Linked DNA regions of Mus musculus: regions 1, 2 and 3 are each linked to region 4. A link is a contact called in public promoter capture Hi-C data. All regions are on one chromosome and are shown on one strand. The core of a region is the stretch at or near the end of the contact, and the rest is flanking DNA. Distances in the headings are between cores, read along the strand shown. Region 1 overlaps Stk24 (serine/threonine kinase 24). Region 2 holds the start of Ubac2 (ubiquitin associated domain containing 2). Region 3 holds the start of Stk24 (serine/threonine kinase 24). Region 4 holds the start of Dnajc3 (DnaJ heat shock protein family (Hsp40) member C3).

The links. Promoter capture Hi-C pulls out the DNA fragments that hold promoters and counts their contacts. Capture Hi-C pulls out chosen DNA fragments and counts their contacts.
Region 1: a contact with region 4 is called in a promoter capture Hi-C map of pre-B cells, with 4 times the contacts expected there. The contact joins the enhancer-like site here to the promoter of Dnajc3 in region 4. A contact is called at or near these places in 1 of 39 promoter capture datasets (pre-B cells) and 2 of 115 datasets of contacts at active chromatin or transcription factors (astrocytes and large pre-B cells).
Region 2: a promoter capture Hi-C map of liver shows a contact between it and region 4, with 3 times the contacts expected there. The contact joins the promoter of Ubac2 here to the promoter of Dnajc3 in region 4. A contact is called at or near these places in 1 of 39 promoter capture datasets (liver) and 2 of 9 other capture datasets (adipose tissue and liver).
Region 3: a promoter capture Hi-C map of pre-B cells shows a contact between it and region 4. The contact joins the promoter of Stk24 here to the promoter of Dnajc3 in region 4. A contact is called at or near these places in 1 of 39 promoter capture datasets (pre-B cells), 1 of 484 Hi-C or Micro-C datasets (the G1E-ER4 cell line), 2 of 115 datasets of contacts at active chromatin or transcription factors (large pre-B cells and pro-B cells) and 1 of 9 other capture datasets (liver).

The regions. Positions count from the first base shown.
Region 1 is chr14:121,346,155-121,350,471 of GRCm38.p6, reverse strand. The region is part of intron 1 of Stk24 (serine/threonine kinase 24); the gene reads left to right. Among named protein-coding and RNA genes, the nearest start is that of Stk24, 31 kb to the left of the region's middle. Within about 2 kb of position 1,426, at least 61 of the 459 cell types and tissues checked have an H3K27ac peak or open chromatin away from gene starts, as enhancers often do. A contact at or near this core is called in pre-B cells, where this site is marked.
Region 2 is chr14:121,877,075-121,881,440 of GRCm38.p6, reverse strand. It overlaps Ubac2 (ubiquitin associated domain containing 2), which reads right to left and starts at 2,835. Exons shown (of 9, transcript NM_026861.2): 1 at 2,667-2,835. The coding sequence starts at 2,697. It overlaps 1810041H14Rik (RIKEN cDNA 1810041H14 gene), which reads left to right and starts at 2,033. Exons shown (of 2, transcript NR_130999.1): 1 at 2,033-2,233.
Region 3 is chr14:121,376,480-121,380,778 of GRCm38.p6, reverse strand. Stk24 (serine/threonine kinase 24) reads left to right here and starts at 1,549. Exons shown (of 11, transcript NM_145465.2): 1 at 1,549-1,881. The coding sequence starts at 1,840.
Region 4 is chr14:118,934,783-118,939,332 of GRCm38.p6, reverse strand. It overlaps Dnajc3 (DnaJ heat shock protein family (Hsp40) member C3), which reads right to left and starts at 1,401. Exons shown (of 12, transcript NM_008929.3): 1 at 1,163-1,401. The coding sequence starts at 1,244.

The sequences.
Region 1 (4,317 bases), core at 177-2,676, 2.4 Mb before region 4:
TGGAGGGCTAGAAGCTGGAATCAGAGTCCTCGTGGAGATGTTTTTCTGGTGATGGTTGTCTGAATGACTGTATTGTTTTAGACGGTCTTTTTGTCTTTCACCTAACGGGAAAGTAGGCTGGGAACACTGCTTATTCGGCAGTATTTATTTAGGATCGCAAACCTCCCAAAGGATTGCTTATTTAAGTCTATCCTTAAAATACTTTAAAGTGGCTGACGTACTGTTTAGCATTGGGGCTGGTGGAAGGCCGTGCCAGGAAAACACCGGCTAAGTGCTGATTTCCATGTCCAGAGCGTAGTGCAGTCAAGTGTGGCCTTCCAGCTGGGTAGAACCTAGGGAAGTTATAAATGGCCTGTGATTGAAATCCATGAGGAGGATGCTGGAGAAGAGTGGTGAGGGGACAGAATGAGAAACCATGGCTCTGGGTAGTCTCAGGGAAAAGGCTGTGCTTAGGGGGAACCCGCACAGTCTTGTTTTTTCATATGTAAGATTTTACTTCTCCGCTGTGACGGCACCAGGACATCAATAGTGATGGAATATATCTCTCACCATTGACCACACCGCTGAGCACCAAGGCAGCAGTAGTGATGGGTGTGTGGAAATGAACATAATGTGCATCACTTTCATAGTCCCAAGAATTCATTGGCAGACAAATTAGCCCTGGGCTTCAGGGATGCTCCTGCATGCAATTCACTAAGTAAATAAGAAGCCCTCATGCTGTTGAGGTATGTCCTCAAATCTTGTCTCTGCCAGTGTTTGCTTCAGGAAGTGGTAAGGGTTAGGCAGTTTGCTTCTTGATGCGAGACCCATCCCTAGAGAGGTAATAGTAAAGTAGCTACTTAAAAGTACAATGTAACAGATCTGACGCTACATCGCTACATTGAGGGCTTTGTGAGGAAGGGTGTTATTACATCAACAGAAGCAACCACTGTACTTCACGGCAATCTGCAGTCCAAGGAATTTTCATTCCTTTGGAGGCAGGATCTTGTGTGTAGGTTGACCTTGAACTTGAAATCCTCCTTGGAGTTCACAGCTGTGCACCACTGCCTGTCTCAGGGCACCACAGATACTGTGTTTCCGGTTGCTTAGAGGAAGAACAGATGTAAAAAGTGTGTTTAAGTCTTCAAGTTTCAGATCACAGCAAAGCAGCTCTTCCTCCTCTGGACATATATGCTCTCACCCTATACCAGGTATTTTTCCAGAAGCAGGAGAGAGAAGGCCCAGGAAAAGGCATTTGCCCTTAGGGATCCTGTGGTCTTGTTGTATAAAGATGGATCAAATGCAGTTTTCTTTAAAATAGCTTTGCTGAGATGCATTTATGCTCCAGGACGCCCACTTCAGATGTGCAATTCAGAGACTGTACTGAGAACGTGACCAAAGGATGTACCTGTCTTAACTCCCTCTCCGTTCCATCACAGCTCCGTGCAGTCTGTCTCACATCTCAACCCAAAGACCACAGCATGTCTACTTTATATGTTGTGGCTCTGTAACTTTGCCTTCCTCTGGCTTTTTCTATGAATGGAAACACATGCCATTGGCTCTTTCCATATAGCACGGTGATGGTGATGGTTGCGTGTACGTGTCTCAGTTGTTTCTGTGTCTGTGGTCCTGGGAACGGAACCTAGAACTTTGTGCTTGCTGGGTGCTTTTCATAACACTTAGCTACGTCTCCAACCCTCTTGCTCCTTTTTTATCGTAACAGAGGTTCTCAGTAGTCTACAGCCCAGACAGGCCTTGATTCATCTTTGAACAGCAGCAGTTTGTAGTGGTCCTGTTTCTCTGGACCTCCTGACCACCTGGTGGGCAGCATCAGAAAAATCGGGAGTTTTGCAGAGATGACTTCCTGTTTCGCAGAACAGCAGAGCTCTGCTTAACTGGACAAAGACCTCGGGCCCTTCTGACCCGGAAGACTGCTTTCCTAAGTGCTGGGGGCTTCCGGGAGGACTGCAGGCCTGGGAGTGGTTGGAGCTGAGCGGAATGCTGCAAATTTGAGCAGCTGCACGCCTGGGTCATTTGTGAGCATCCTCCTGGCAACTTGCCCAGGCACAGAACAGTGACATGGTCTGGCCTGGGTCCTCTCCTCAGAGCTGAGAATCTGATGGGGGAGTTTGGGCTGTCTCCTTAGTGTGTATATAATGAGGTGGTAGGGATGTTCCCGGTTAAGCTACTTGCCTTTGAGCATTCTCCTCTTGGGACTGCAGTGTTTCCTCTTGTCTGCTGGTACCTTGCTGGGTCCTTGTCCTGCAGGCAGCAGGAATAGCGCCTGCCTCTGGGTTATCTTCCTGATACACCTAGCTGACCTTACCGAATGCCACCTGTCTGACAGGCTTTGTCCTGTGTTAACTAGCTCAGTGTAAGGGATGAACAACTCAGAGCAAATAATACAGAGGTACAGAGGTAAAAGCCCATTCTAGGAAAGGATTTCTGCCTCAGATGCACTCAGTGATGGTAGATGCGTGAAGATGAGCAGTCCTGGCCTTCTCTATCTGAAGTCTCCCGAGAAGACCTGCTGACCCTTCAGTAGACTTCTGTTACTTTACAATGAAAGTGAATGTCCTTGATGAATAGCCTGTCCTTCAGAGCCGGGTCTGAGGGAGTCATGGTGAGGCAGAGCGGGAAGAGGACTCACTAGAGTTCTGCCAGTACTCTCTAAGTCTCTAAGGGACTTGCGCTACACTTCGGAAGGAAGTAGGAGCTGTCAGGGTAGAGTTAGAATGTGCTTACAGGCCTGTCATTGGGCAGCTGGAATGGTGGTAGTAAGACGACGTGTTTTTTTGGTGTTGGTAGATTGGTGCACCAAAAATGCTTCTGAAAATTGTGGCATTTCCTGGTGGTGTTGGCCATCATCCCCACCCCCACCCCCCCAGTATAAGCAATCGCTGGCCTGGTTAGGCAATGTACCGGTTGTTCCATATCAGCCGTCTGATGGTCTGGCGCAGGGTTTGACGGCTGCTGCTTTAAGCCAGCACCTGTCAGCTCAATGGCTTGTGAGCAAAAAGAGGTGTGTACGTGTGTGTGTGTGTGTGTGTGTGTGTGTGTGTGTGTGTGTGTATCTGTCGGTGTGTGTGTCTGTGTTTCCATGCGCCCTCAGTCTGGCGCGGCACCACAGAGTTCTCATTTCTCTAAGCACGGGACGGCTGATGTGGTGCCAGTTGTCCAAGGGCACAGAGCCTCAGGGTTTCAATGAGAAGCAGGGCTTGGCTAGCACGGAGTGACTTGTGCATGCTGCTGTTCTTGCTCTGTCCCTGATGCCCCCCTAAGCTAGGGCAGAAGACCCTCATGCCCACCTGTGTGAGTTTTTGAGGAGGTAAGCTCGCTCTTTAGTGGCCTTTAAAAGCCAAGTTCCCTCAGGTAAAAGAAACACTTTCATTGATTGAAGCCTGCATATCCCCAGTTTGGCTTGGTTTCTAGAATGCTAGGTTTCTTGACACTCACTGTTCCTGCTTTTATAAAATATTCATGGGAAGGTGAGTTTACCTGCAAGGCGGCATCAGGTTTCATTCCTGGTGGTGTGATAGTGTGACTAGGGTGTGCCTTGCCAGGTAGGCATCCCTGGAATCAGGTGAGCAGTGAGGAATGTGGCTTCTACAGTACTTTGCTGAATACTGCTCACAGCCCACAGGAGACCTGGCTTCCACCCCACTCACGGCTGTGCGTGAGATTGTGCAAGCTTTGGCCTCGGATTTTCTGCACCCTACTGTGAAGTTCCTGTTCCCTTCTCATGGGACTGTTCTTTTAAGTCAGCCAGCATGTTCTTTCTTGAGTGGAATTGCTGTGGTTACTGGACTGCATAGACCCTCAGCATTTCTCATGGTTCTTCGTTGTTCTGCATTTTGGTGATAATAAAAAGTGCCAGTATTCATGTACCAATGAACTGTATAATTTATTTGTGATATTTCAAACACTTACCCAACCCAGTAGCTCTGACCTCATCTCTGGTCCTGTTCAGTGTCTCAGGGAAACCCCTGACCTCTGTTTTTCTCTCTCTGCCTCTGACTGACTATTGTGTGTGCCAGTGTGTGCATGTGGGTATGTGAGTGTGCCCATGCTTGTGATACACGTACAAAGGTCAGAGGAGGACATTGTGTCCTGTTCTATGACTCCCTGTCTACACAGAACTGGGGTCACAGATGCATGTGCGGCCACACCCAACTTTTATGTGGGTGTCCGGATCTGAGCCATCTCTTAACTCTTAGCTGTTGAGCCATCTCCTCTATTCAGGGAGCGGAGCCTCTGTTGAAAGTTGCACAAATAACCACTAGGGGAGCTGGGGAGCTGCAGAGGTTTCCAACCTTGGGACTTGGGGTAGCAATGTCC
Region 2 (4,366 bases), core at 1,586-4,085, 2.9 Mb before region 4:
CTGCACCTTCTGTCTTTGTGCATGCTGCTTCCTTTCTTCAAAACAACTTTCTGAAGGAACCGTACGTAGCATGCCTGGCTCCTTCATTTCTCAGGCTTTTCCCGCAAACACACAGCAGCCCTCTACCAGGACCACCATCCACTACACGTGACAGTACTGAAGAGCACTTTGATTACTGACTGGCCTGTTTGATGCTAGACTCCTTTACTCTGTTTACCACATTACTGTCTATGTAAACCATGCAGGGCTTCAGGAGGTCCTCAACTGAATGAACGGGAGGGGAGCGAAGTGTTAGCACTAAAGCACCTTTATCTCCTGATCACAAATGTCAGATGGGCAGGCAGGTGCGGGAAATGGCCAGAAAGATGGCTAGTCACAGCCTCTAGGCAGAGATGTATCAATCACCCCTCTGAGGGTGCTTGCTTCTTCCTCAGGATCAGACCTTTGACCTAACCACGGAGCCACACAGCTGCCTACCTAAAAGGACATCACTCAGCGGAGTAGCTATGTAGGAGAAAACACTGAAGCAAGAAAAGTCATTACAAGCCGGGAGGTGGTGGCGCACGCCTTTAATCACAGAACTTGGGAGGCAGAGGCAGGTGGATCTCTTGAGTTTGAGGCCAGCCTGGTCTACAGAGTGAGTTCCAGGACAGCCAGGGCTACACAGAGAAACCCTGTCTTGAAAAAAAAAGAAAAAGAAAACAAAACAAAACAAAAGGAAAGAAAAAGAAAAAGTCATTACATTCAGGAACGGCCAAATGACTGATCTAGGGAGAACCACCACTAAGCTCTATTGTCAAAATCAGAAACATTGAACCTAAGACTTGCCTAACACCGTGTTTCCAAAACCAAACAGTTCACAGGTCCTGGATGCTTGTCAAATGCACACCTAAAGCATGACCTAAGCCATCCCAGTAACTCCTCCGCTCTGAACACCGGCTCGAGGGAGCTCAAGAGGGACCTATAACCTCAGCTTTCCCTAGGCTACAGTTGGCCCTGAGAACACACCTGTTCAACACGCACCCATGCCAGCTATAACAAATGATTACCTTTCTTAAAGCTGTGCTACAAATGCGACTACAACCTAATCCATACTGTGCTGCCCTCGATCAGATTTCTCCCGTGTGCATATGTGTGCGCACGTGTGTGTGCACGTGTATACCTGTGTGCATGCTGATATTGGGATGTCTTTCTGAATCACTCCACTTTTTTTGACACAGTAAACTGGCTGGCCAGCAAAGCCCTGGGGAATCTCCTGCCTCCACCTCTCACTGGTGAGTTATAGACACACACTGCATGCCTTAGCTTTTACATGGGTATTGAGAATTAGAACTCAGATATTCATGCCTGCAGGACAAGCTTCATAACCACTGAGCCATGTCCCCAGACTGTCACTTTTTAACTTTTACATGTTTGGTACAAAAGGGTGCCTCAAGATGCTGAGAACAACTAAAATCGAAGAAATCTGCTGTTGACAGATCCACCCACATAGTGTAACCCTAGGAAAGCCACACTACCTTATTCATCCAAACAGTAGTTTGAAGACCAACTCACTAGTAGTTCTGATGGATTCTGGGGCCAATACGTCAACGTTTCCATAACTTAAATTAGGTACTAAATATGGAGATCATAAACAACATTAAACCTACTTCAAAGCCTGAGATTACGGTGAGAGGTGAGGACGACTTTAAATTATGTCGCTGGCTCTGACAGTCAGCTCTCAGACTATGTAACAGGAGTGTTCTTTGAAAGGCTCATGACGTTCACAACAGAATGTACCATCTGGAGATGCCAGGCACTTCTGTGCTCTAGCAACATTAACTTCACACGCAGAGATGGGAAATACCGACAGAGAAAGAAACTGCGAACTGCGGCTTGTTCAAACAGTTTGCTGTTAGTGTATCAATGCCTAATCTCAACACTGTTTAGTTAAGAGTCCACTCTCTAAAGTCAACTCAACATAATGTCGTGGGGGGGGGGGGTGCCTGGAGGTTGAATAAACTTCTCCGCCCTCTACCTGCTGACCACCGCAGACACTCCTGGAGAGTGCAGCGGCATCCAGAAGCAAAGCTTGCATTCTCTTGCCAAGTGACTTCCTAACTTCACTGAAAAGCGCTCACTTTTTCAGCTCGCAAAAACTCTTCAAGGACAACGGGTAAGATGTACGTGGAAGTTAATATTGAGGGGGCAGATTCTGGAGCGGAGGATGAAATTCACACGTTCCAGGAATCAGGTGGGTCCCAAAGAAGCCTGTATGAATGAAGGGGGAGAGGGAACCGAGCAGGGTTCCAGCGTCGCCCCCACGGGAACATCTTCCAGCCCCGCACTCGAGTCGCCAAGTGCGTGCGTGGGCCCGGGCCACGAGATGAGCGGGGCACCCGGCTGGACCCTAACTGCCCAGCCCACCTGCAGCAGGGCAGGAGCTGCTGCGCACCTTGTGGGAGACGCCGGGAGCGGAATGGACGTGGCACCCCCTCGGCCCTCGGGGCTATGGTGGGTGCGGCGCCCGCTGCCCCCTAAGAGCAAGAACTGACAAGGCTCGGGCGCGGGAGGCAAGGGGCCCCCAGCCTCCTGCAACCCCGAGTCCCCCGCTGCCCCGAGCCGGGTCCGGGAAGAGCTCGGAATGGAGCGAAGGGCGGCCCAAGGATGAGGGAACCGGTACTCACAAAGCCCACTGGAGCCGGTGCTGGTGAACATGGTCCCGCCGGGCCCGGAGCCCCCGCGGGGCGTCAGGGGGAGGGGAGGCAGAGGTGGAGAGCCCCCAGCGACCGCGCAGGCGCACTGTCAACCAGCGAGCGAAGTCGGCCCGGCGAGGCGCTCCGGAGCCGCCAGGAAGAAGGCGCATGCGCAGCCCGTGGGGCGTGCACACTCGGCCAGAGCCCGCCCCTTCCTTCCCAGAGAGGAAGTGCGTAGGTGCGGGCGAGCCGGATGGTAGCTGCTTCCGGTAGTTCGGGGCGGGTTTGGCGCATGCCAGAATTCCCAGTACAGAACCTTACGGCGTGAAGCGCCGTGAGCGAGCCGGTTCTTCCGCCACAGAACACCAGGCCTTTCTCGAGACCTCTGACCTTTCACTGGGCGAGACGGCCGCGAGTCCCACGCATGCTCAGTACTTCCGTGTGGGCCTTGGCGCTCAGTGAACAGTCTGCTTCCGGTGACCCACCAAGCACCTGGGGTTGCTGGGGTGAGGGTGGACAAGACGGCTAGTAGAAGAAAAAGTTTTAAAAATACACTTAGCTTTCTGTTCCGGGCAGTGGTGGCGCACGCCTTTAATCCCAGCACTTGGGAGGTTGAGTTCGAGGCCAGCCAGGTCTTAGAGAGTGAGTTCCAGGACAGCCAGGGCTTGGGGGGGGGGGGGGGGACTGTATGTTCATCCAGTTGAGTTATTTCGCAGGAAAATTATTTCCTTATGATCTTCGCAGAAGCTGATTCCCACAAAATCTGTAGCCCACTTAAGACTGGTTCTCAAACTATGGGGTCCCTGGGAGCACTGAAGGGTGTTCAGAAGACCCGGCCGATTTTTGTAGTAATGCTAAAACGTGTATTTTTCCTTTCCCGTTCTTTTTCATCCATGAGTAGTAAGGTTTTCCAATTAACCAGCGCCTGATAAACCAACTGGAACTGCAGGACGACCAAGTGCGTGTTAAGGCAGATCCCCAGTTGCAAGTAATCTAGAAGCCACCATTTAAACTTTGACATTTTATGGAGGGAAAAATGCCATTTAATCTAAGTGCTTGCTTTTCTAATTCCAGACCTACTCTGGGTGAGCTTTTCTTCATATACTTCATCCAAAACATCACAACAAACTAAAAAGAGAGAAGTGCGCAGGGAATCCCCACAGGGTATTGAGCCAGGCATTAAAAGCATTCTTCCTTAAAATGGTTTGCCTAGGAAAGTACCCGGTGTCAAAACTGAATGGTTGAATTTGGACATTTTTGCCTGATTCATCTAAGAAATGGCCCTATAGTGGTTAAATACATAGAAACGAGGGGGATAGTGTAGATTTAAGGAAAGCTTCAAAGTCACATTATGTCTCTTAAATTACTGTTTTGAAATTTAATCCTGTCTACTTAAGTCCTATATATTATAGATAGTAACCACTTATGGTAAACTAATATAAACTATAAAAGGTTATTATCTAATCAGGGTTAGAGAGGAAGAAATGAAGTAAATTCCTCATTCCGTTGAACATTAGTATGTTTGGAAGATCTGAAATCTGAAAAGATAGAAAGCTGTGAGATGAACAGTAGTCAGAAGTTTTGTAGCAGTTGCACATACTGACTGATATCAACATGAAAACTCAATCGTCACAAATTCAGGGCTCATAGGAAATGAAAACACTTGAGTGGAAATATACCAAAAATGAAGT
Region 3 (4,299 bases), core at 300-2,799, 2.4 Mb before region 4:
GCTGGCCTTGAACTCACAGAGATCTGCCCGCTTCTGCCTCCCAAATGCTGGGGTTAAAGGCTTGTGCCACCACACCTGGTGAAGTAGTAGTAGTAAGAAAGTACTCTTTATGTAATCAGACATTTCCAAGGCTGAAAGTCGCTGCCTCTTGGTAGAGACTCCTGTATTTCTGGTCATTCTTTCATGTTATTCTAGGTAGAATTTGAGGTTGAATAATATATGCCTTTTCAAGATTCATGGTCTTGATCATTTTCCCTTGTATTCATTAAGTACTCCATTTTTTTTTCTTTTCTTTTTAGGTTTCTTCTGCTTAGGGAACACATAAACTCTTGGTTATATGGGTTCATACTTTTAATGTTTTCAGTTTACTCTTTAGAAGTGGCAACGCATCTCAGTCAGGTGACCAGGAGTAATCATGCAAGCCTTCTAATACATCTTAGCATCCTGGAGGTCTCCTAGGCTAGGTTTCCAAAGGGTATTCGGCTTACTTTAACTTCTGATGCAGGACCCAGAGGGAGCCTGTGTTCTTGGAATACAAGGACACCTCAGAGAATAATCTCTTCTCTACCTTAGTCGAGGATTTATGCGTCCTCTATTTCTGAACTCTTGGGGACTCATTTTGTATGGTTAACCTTGCACAGCTGTGGGGCAAAGCGGGCACTCCTGAATGAGGCCTCAGGGTCCCTATGGCGAGAGACACAGCGATTCTGACTCTTAGACCACTTCCTATTTGCCACTTGTAAATAAAGTACTTCCTGGAACCGCATGGATTCACTCCATCCTTCCTTGTTTGCTGCAGAAGCGGCAGCTTAGGAGGAGGGCAGAGCTGGTGCCCAGAGAGGGCCTACGGCCTTAGGAGCAGTGAAGCGAGGGGAGGGCTGGGTAAGAGTCGGGACGCGGTTTCCTTCTATTGTCTTCCCTTCCTCCAGCACCCCTCCGCACCCCACTTTTCCCTTCTTGTGCGCAGCGCAGAGATGGCGGGGCCCAGCCCTTCCTCTGTCCAGCTAAGTTTCCACAGCCGGCGGCCCAGGCGAGGCTGAGTTCAGTACCCAAGGCAGTGCACACAAACCGCCCTCTCTACCCTTGGGGTTTCTTCCTTGATCTGGCTGGAAACTTCGTACAGTGAGGACGCTCCGGCCGGGGCTTTTGGAATAGGCCCCAGGCTAGGCCCCTCTGGGGACACCCCGAGTGCAGACTCTGGCCTCTGGAGGGCCAGGGCGGGTGGAGAGGGAAGGGTAGGAGTGGGCGGTGCTCTTCGCTCCCCCAAACTCAGCTCTCTTCCGCGCGCGAGGCCCACCCCGCGGTTCCGAAGGACCCCGGCGCACAGCACCCGAGAGCGCCCGCCTGCCCGCCGGGCCCCGGGGACCCCGCCTGCGCGCCCGCAGGGAGGCGCGACTGCGGCCTAGGGCGCCCGGCGGCTCCTCCCCTCCCCCTCCCCCTCCCGGAAGCGCGGGGCGGGGTCCCCGGCCGGGCCGCGGGGGCGGGCGCGGGGGCCGGGCCGGGGCGGGGCGCGGCGGACTGTGCGCGCCCACTCGGCTCCAGGCGGCCAGCGCTCGCGGGCCCAGGCCGCCCGGCTCGACCTGAGCACCGCGGCGGCGCAGCGACGGGATCCCTGGAGAAGCAGCCGCAGTCTCGAGACGTCCCCCGCGCCCCCCACTGCCCGCCCCAGGCTCAGTGTATGGGGCCGCGGCCCGCCAACCTTCGTTGAGACCGTCCCCGGGGTGCGGTGGCCTCGGGCTCCAGAGCCCGCCCCGCCACCCGAGGGCTGCGCGCGGCCCCGGGCCTGCTCGCCGCGCGGCTCCGCGCGTCCCGGGCCAGGAAGTGGCGGCGCCGAGCGCCATGGCCCACTCCCCGGTGCAGTCGGGCCTGCCGGGCATGCAGGTAGGTTGGGGTGGCCCGGTCGGGCTGCGGCCAGGGCGGAAGCGGGCAACTTGGCGGTGTCAACACGCCCCCCCTCCCCCCAACCAGCCGGGCCCGCTTCTCCGGGATCTTCGCCGACTCGGGCGGCGGGGATCTCGGGTGTATGCACGTGGAGGGGCTTTGGGGTCTGCGGCCTGGGGCCGAGGTGGGGTGCAGGAGCTTTGCGCTCCCCAAGTCCGACGCGCAGGCCGAGCGCCCATCCCGGGCAGGAGTCTGAACTAGTGTCCTTGGAGGCCCCGCTTTGGTGCCTGGGCCCTATGTGGGCCTGGGACAGGGATAGCGGCACTCTGGGGTCCGTCCTCAGTTAGCAAAAGTCCCTCCCCAGACCCCTCAAGCGGGAGACCCGAGCGCAGGGCGGGAGCGCGCCCCGGCTGGTCACAGTCCGGGCGGGCCGCAGGGCGGGGTGCAGGAAGATGTAACCTCGCATCGGAGCCTGTAGTTCTGGTGCGGAAAGTGCGAGGTTGCAAACTCGGGAGGCGGAACCCACACCTCCGCGAGCGCCCTGGTGTGCAGAGCCCAGGTTCATCCCTCGGGTGCCAGGACTCCGCTGCTGGACTTTCACTTTGAGACCGGTTGGCATCCAGAGGAACTGTGTGCTAGCGGGCTTCTTGGTGCACACTTTGTATCTTCTTAGCCTGCCAGTGACTTTTTCTTCGGAGGGGAAGGGGGCGGTGAGGGGACGGAGTTGAATTTCAAGTTTATATGGATGCACGAACTTTTTTTTTGCTATTGAGGATGGTTTTCTGCACTTTGAAAAACAATCACTTGTCTGTTCAAACTTGTAAAGTTTGTGAGCGTATATAATAAATACAGACATAATGATTGCGATTAAGATAGCAAGACCAGTCAAAGTTTTGCTTTCCCAAGGAAGTGAACGGAAGAGTTTTGCTTAAAAAAAAACAAACAAAAATCAACAACAACAAAAAAAAAACAAAACACCTCAGAATATCCAAGGTTATCAGTTTATAGATGCAGCAGGCGCCTTCTCTCTGGCTTCAGGGTTGAGCCGCATGGACCTTGCTTGCCTCTTACTGCTTCTGCCACTTCTGAAAATAGTTCCTATCCCTCTTTTCTTCTTCTTTTTTCTTTCCATACCACGTAAGGAAAATGGTTTTCTTGGCCCCGGTTTTGAACTCTGGAAAAATAGGAATTCAAAGTTACCACTTCAGTGGCCACTAGAACTTGAGTCATTTTTAAGGGATAATAAAGTTGGAATTGAGAAGTGTCACTGGAAAAGTGCTCTCAAAGTATTCCTGAGTCTCACCTTGCCTGCGTTCTAAAACTTGATGGTGCTGGCCGCTAGTTGAAAGTCACCCCAGGCCTCCTGCAACTCTTGCCTTGGTTTGACTTCAGAGACAAGACATCAGGGTCAACTGGGTGACAGTTTCTTACCTGTGGCCAGAAGGACCTCGTGGCACATTTCTTCACGTTTTCTTCATTCTGGCTGCTATAGTGATTTACCTGGCTCCACCCTGAAGCCTCTTCACTAGCCCCAACCTTTGTAAAAGAAAGTGTTTGAAAAGATACTTAATGTGGCAGTGTGTGGGGTCAGTACCAAGTGGTTCCCAGCTGGATTCTGCTTCTGTTTGTTTTAAAGAATGGGCCAAAAAATCTTCATTTTGGGAAAAAGAAAAATTCAATAACTTTACCCAAAAAGTGTATTTCATACGTGTTCTTGAAAGGAAGATGTTTTAATTTTGCTTTTTGGTGTGAAGACGATAACCTTTTTTTACTAGTATTAATTTTTTTTGTCTGTTCTGGTTCCTCAGAGGAGGAAAAGTGGCTTCCCACAGTCGTACCCGCCCCTGTGTATGTCTTCAAACCATATGATACATTTTTGGTGTATTATTGGAGACTGTTCCTTCCTTCCCTTCCCTCCAGAAAAGAAAAACCAGCGCGTTTATTTTCAACTTGGAGTCAGGAGCTGCAGCTCCCTGGGAGCTGTTTTGAGGATTACATGAAAGGCAGATCTGGCCTTGACTCTTTCTAGGGTAAAACTGGAGAGGAAGAGAGAGGCATTCCCTATTGCTGCTGTGCTTATGAACTCCCTGTCCGTCCTGGCTCGGGTTTAGGAGGAACTGGGTTAGTTTGACAAGTCGGGTGTGGTAGTGGCTGTCTTCAATCCCAACGCTCAGGAGGTGGAGGCCTCCTGGATCTCTGTCAGTTCAAGGCCAGCCTGGGTTATCTTAGAGAGTTCAAGGCCAGCCTGGGTTATCTTAGAGAGTTCTAGGCCAGCCAAGGTTAATGCTGAGACACTGTCTCAGAAGAAGTGCACAAAGTTTGGCAAGGCAGAAGTGCAGATTCAGACAGCCCGAGGGAAAAAAAAGCAGAATTCAGGAATGCTTTAGAATAAAGACTTTATGGCCTGTAATCACTTTA
Region 4 (4,550 bases), core at 152-2,651:
GACACTAAGTAGAGCATAGACAACTTTCCCTTAAGTTACTAAAATAAGTCACTAATGATAACTGGGCACAATCAATGCAGATGGAAAGAATTAGAAAATGAAAGAAAGTTAGAACATATGACCCATACTAAAGTGGTCCAGGCCTTCAAATTCCAATCCCCTCACTTTTGAGGCTGGCTCCAACATCAAATTATTGGTCTCAATATTGCCACAGTACACATTCTGATTTGGGGTTCAAAGAACGTATGGTGATCAGGAAGCCAAAACCAACAAAAACCATACCTTTAATGGTTAAAAACCTAAGCATATGTCTTTAAAAAAAAGAAAGAAAGAAACCCGCATAGACTTCTATGATGGTTTCATCATAAACTGTTCCCAATTTCAGTTCCTCAGTCCCTCCAAATGGAATATTCAACTGTTTACTCTTTCCATGACAACTATCCCCAGACTTACAGGAATGAGTACAGAGCAGTGCCCAGGACAGATGTCACTACAGCACCGTAACCAAGTTGGGAAGTTCAGTGGGCATTTGGGGCTTCAATGTCTAACTCCTCCCCGCTCTGACACCCAAGATAGGACAGGCCTCTATTTTTTGCTATTCTGTTGGGAGTAGCCAACATTCCAGTCTGGAGCCCAGGGTGAAACGTAAGCGCTCCCTATTTTTTTTTTTAAGAGACTTTTTTTTTTTTTTTTTTTTGCGATGACTAGAAAAAGTAACGTCAGTGGGGGGACAAAGTTGAATGTCGCCTTGCTGGGAACTGTGAAGCCACAGCCAGCCCAGCAAGTTAGGCGCCGGGAGCTCCGAGCCCAGAGGTGGGCTTCTCCAGGCACCAGCCTAAGTTGCGCGCCCGACGCGGGGTCGTGAGGGAATGGGACTGGCTTCGGAAAGGGCCCTGGCCCGCCACTCCGGAACCGGGACCCGTCCCGTGCATGCCGCCGTTTCGCCTCCTCCCGGCACCCCCGATCCAGGGTCCCCCGGACGCCGGACTCCCGGCTGCGCTGGCCCAGGCCGCCGAAACCGGCCTCGCGCGCGCGGCCCGCCAGTCCCGCCTCTCAGCCCACGGAACCGGAACCGGGCTCGGACCCAGCCTCGCGCCCCGGAGCGCCGCTCCCAGCCGGGACCGGGACCCGAAGCCCGCCCCGGGAGCAGGGCGGGACTCACCTTCGTACTGCAGGTCCACCAGGACCAGCAGGAACGGGAACACCGCGCCCAGCCGGCTGCCCACCGAGCCGGGGGCCACCATGTCCAAGGGCGCCTGAGCCGAAGAGCAGGAAGGTGCGCGGCCCAGCAGCCCGCGCGGCCAACAGCCCGCAGCGAAGCGCCCCGTCCACTCGCTCGCTCGCTCGGTCAGCGCTCGGGCCTCAGCGGCGGCTGGCGCCCGGCGGCGGAAAACAGCGGTAGGCGGGGCCCGCGGAGCCACGCCCCGGGCGCCGCCGCCGCCCAATCGCCTTCCTTCTGGCCACAGAGCGGCCCAGCTCGCCCGGGTCGTGGTTGGCGCTGATTGGTTGTGGGGGCTGGCGCCCCGCCCCGCCTCTGATAGGATAACGTGGAAGCACAAGACGAGGCTGCGTCCGCTGGTCGTGGAGCTGTCAGCGGGCTCCAAACCGCCGCCGAGCGCCGAGGAGGAAGAGGCTGGGGAGGCCGGGCTGCGGCCGCCGAGTCCGCATGCGCGGGCCCTAGAGCCCTTCTGGGCCGGCCTCGCGGGCTGGCTTGGCAGGGGCGGCGGGTTCCTGGAGCGAGCCCAGATTCCTTCGGGTAGTGTTGGGGGATAAGGCGCCGCCGCCTGGGCTGGTAAGGCCAGAGAGTCTCAGGAAGTCTCCAGGGACGTCCGAGAGAGATGACTGGACTTCTTGAATGAAATGGGGGAAGAAACCCAAATAGCCACTCCGTGGGTGAAAAGGGGAAAAAAAAAGTTTATTCCAAACTGCGAAGGCTGTCTCTCGGGAAAGCAGAGAGAAGCGCTGCGCGGGCTGGGGTGATGGTGGGGATTTATCTTCTGGGTTATATGGGACCTTGACGGGCTAATAGACCCCACTGTCATAAGTTAATGGAAGAGCCAAATGTCCCTTTTCCCAGAGATAGGAGAATAACTCCACTTAGCAAGTAGGAACTATCTTCACCACCACCACCACCCCGAGGGAATGCTGGCTTTTGTCTAGATGCCCTACCTGGGGGAAAGGAATTTCTTGGGGGACCTGACACTATTGAGGTCTGCTAGTGGATCAGAGATGCAAGAGCCATTCTACCAAGTCTCACAGTTGGTCTGGGTGGCTCTCTTAAAATCCGCAGTCCTCTCAGTCTCGCCAAAGAAACTTCCAGAATCACTTTTTTTTTTAGGTTGGCTTAATGGTTTCTGGGGCTATTTCCTGCCCTAGACTAAGTATCTATTGATGCATCCTTAAAATGCTTCCAGTGCCTTTAGCTCACCCTACATAACAAAGTCCCTACCCATTACTTGCTCAGTCTTCAGTATTAGCCCTCTGCTTTCCCAAGCAATGACCTTAGTTTGGAATAAACTTTTCTCTTATACACCCACCAAGTGTCTATTTGGGTTTCTTTACTGTGCCTATTTCATTCAAAGACATAAGAACTTGGACAAGATTGTCGTTAAATTAATCAGGTAGGTTACGCCCATAGCTGCTCTGTTTGAACAGACACTATATGGCAGCAACGTTTTACACATCGCTAAATAACGTGGGTTTGTTATTCAAAGCTTTTGATACCTTAGTGTTACTTCATGCTTACAAGGACTTACACATTATGATGACTTTTGAATGAAAAAAAGGACGTGGCTGCTCTTAGGTATGGTGTAGGTAAAAGGGAGATAGAGACATCTGGGAGAGTGGACATGGCCCTGAGCTGTGTGAGAAAAGGGGGAAGGGAACCAGGTGCAGCAGCCAAGAGGGCAAAGGTTACCAAAAAGAAAAAGAAAGATGGCTGGCCAAAACGGCTGGGTTATATAGGGAAGCGCCTCTGGAGGAAGGGAAGCCCAGCCCCAAAGCTGGAGAATTCTGAGTAAAGGGCTGGACTTGCCTGCCATAGCTGCAACACATAGGGACTGAGGGATGTTGGGAGAACTTTGCTATGTTAAATAGGACCTCAGCCATTTGTCTCAAATTTGAAACCTAACATATTTGTGATTTCCTGAAGATACACTACAAAGGGTGAAAAAAGGAAGAAAGGTCTTGTTCTGTTCCAAAGAAATAGAATGTGCCGGGCATGGTGGTGCATGCCTTTAATCCCAGCACTCAGGAGGCAGAGGCAGAGGCAGGCGGATTTCTGAGTTTGAGGCTGGTCTACAAAGTGAGTTACAGAACAGCCAGGGCTATACAGAGAAACCCTGTCTCAAAAAACCAAATTGGGAGAGAGAGAGAGAGAGAGAGAGAGAGAGAGAGAGAGAGAGAGAGAGAATGTAAAGGAAATGGTTCCTGGTTGGAAGAAATGAGTCCCTGGTGAGCCTTGGTGAAAAGCACACTATTTAGATTCAGGGAATCAGGGCTATTATATCAATTGTCCTCATCTGTAGACTGGGTATGACCCCAAACCCTCAACAGTGAAGTTTTATGAAGCAGGTTAATGTTCTTCTAAACTGTAGTAGTGTCCAAAGATGTTGCTAAAGAGCAAAATATAGGAGCAAAATTAAAAAAAAAAATTTTAAAAAGCAAAATGAAGAAGCGTCAGGTGTTGTTGAAATGTGTTTGTTTGAGATACACACAGACACATGACTCATAAGGTGGAGTGCAAAGGTGGTAGACAAGCCCACTGCCCTCAAGTGAAGACCCCACACAAGTGAGGACCTTCTGGCCAAAGGAACCAACAAAACACTGAAGTATCTTGAATGAGAAAAAAGAAAAAGTGAAAACACTTGTGTCTGATCCCTCGATGTGCCTTATGCTTCTGGCCTTGAAAAGAACTGAAAAGTTTCCTAAGGAAAGGAATTGTTTTTTAAAACAATATATTTGTGTTGTAGACTGTGAATAGCAAGGAGTGCTGAGAGCCTCTCTAACAGTCACTGAGCAAACACCTAAAAATCCTGTATGTAAGAACTACAATACACAAAGTATCCCTTGAGAAAAGATGGTTTTACAAAAAATAACGTCTACTGCTGCTCTCGCGGCTGAGACCTGACAAGGAAGAAAGGCTTGATTAGCTCACAGTCGCAGAGGATATCAGCGCATCGAGCAGGGAGCGCTTGGTAGCTGCGGAAATAAAAGCCTGAGGAATACGGTCCTCGGTCATCTTGTGGAATTAGGAAGCAGAGATAGGACCGGAAGCAAGGCTACGCTGTAATTGTCAAGGCCTTAAAAGCCCTGAAAGCCTACATTAGCCAGCTAGGTCCTATGTGCCAGAGGCTCTACACCCTCCCAAAATGGCACTGCAGCAGGGGACCAGGTGCTCAAAGTACAGTGATGTAACCTGGCCGCAAGAGGTAGAAAGCAAGCGCTACCTCCGAGGATGACGTCACATCCGGCTAAGCCCATGGAAAGGTCAAAGTACTGGGCATGAGATGCAATCAATAGATGGAACCTAGTGAACGCAATCCGGTATG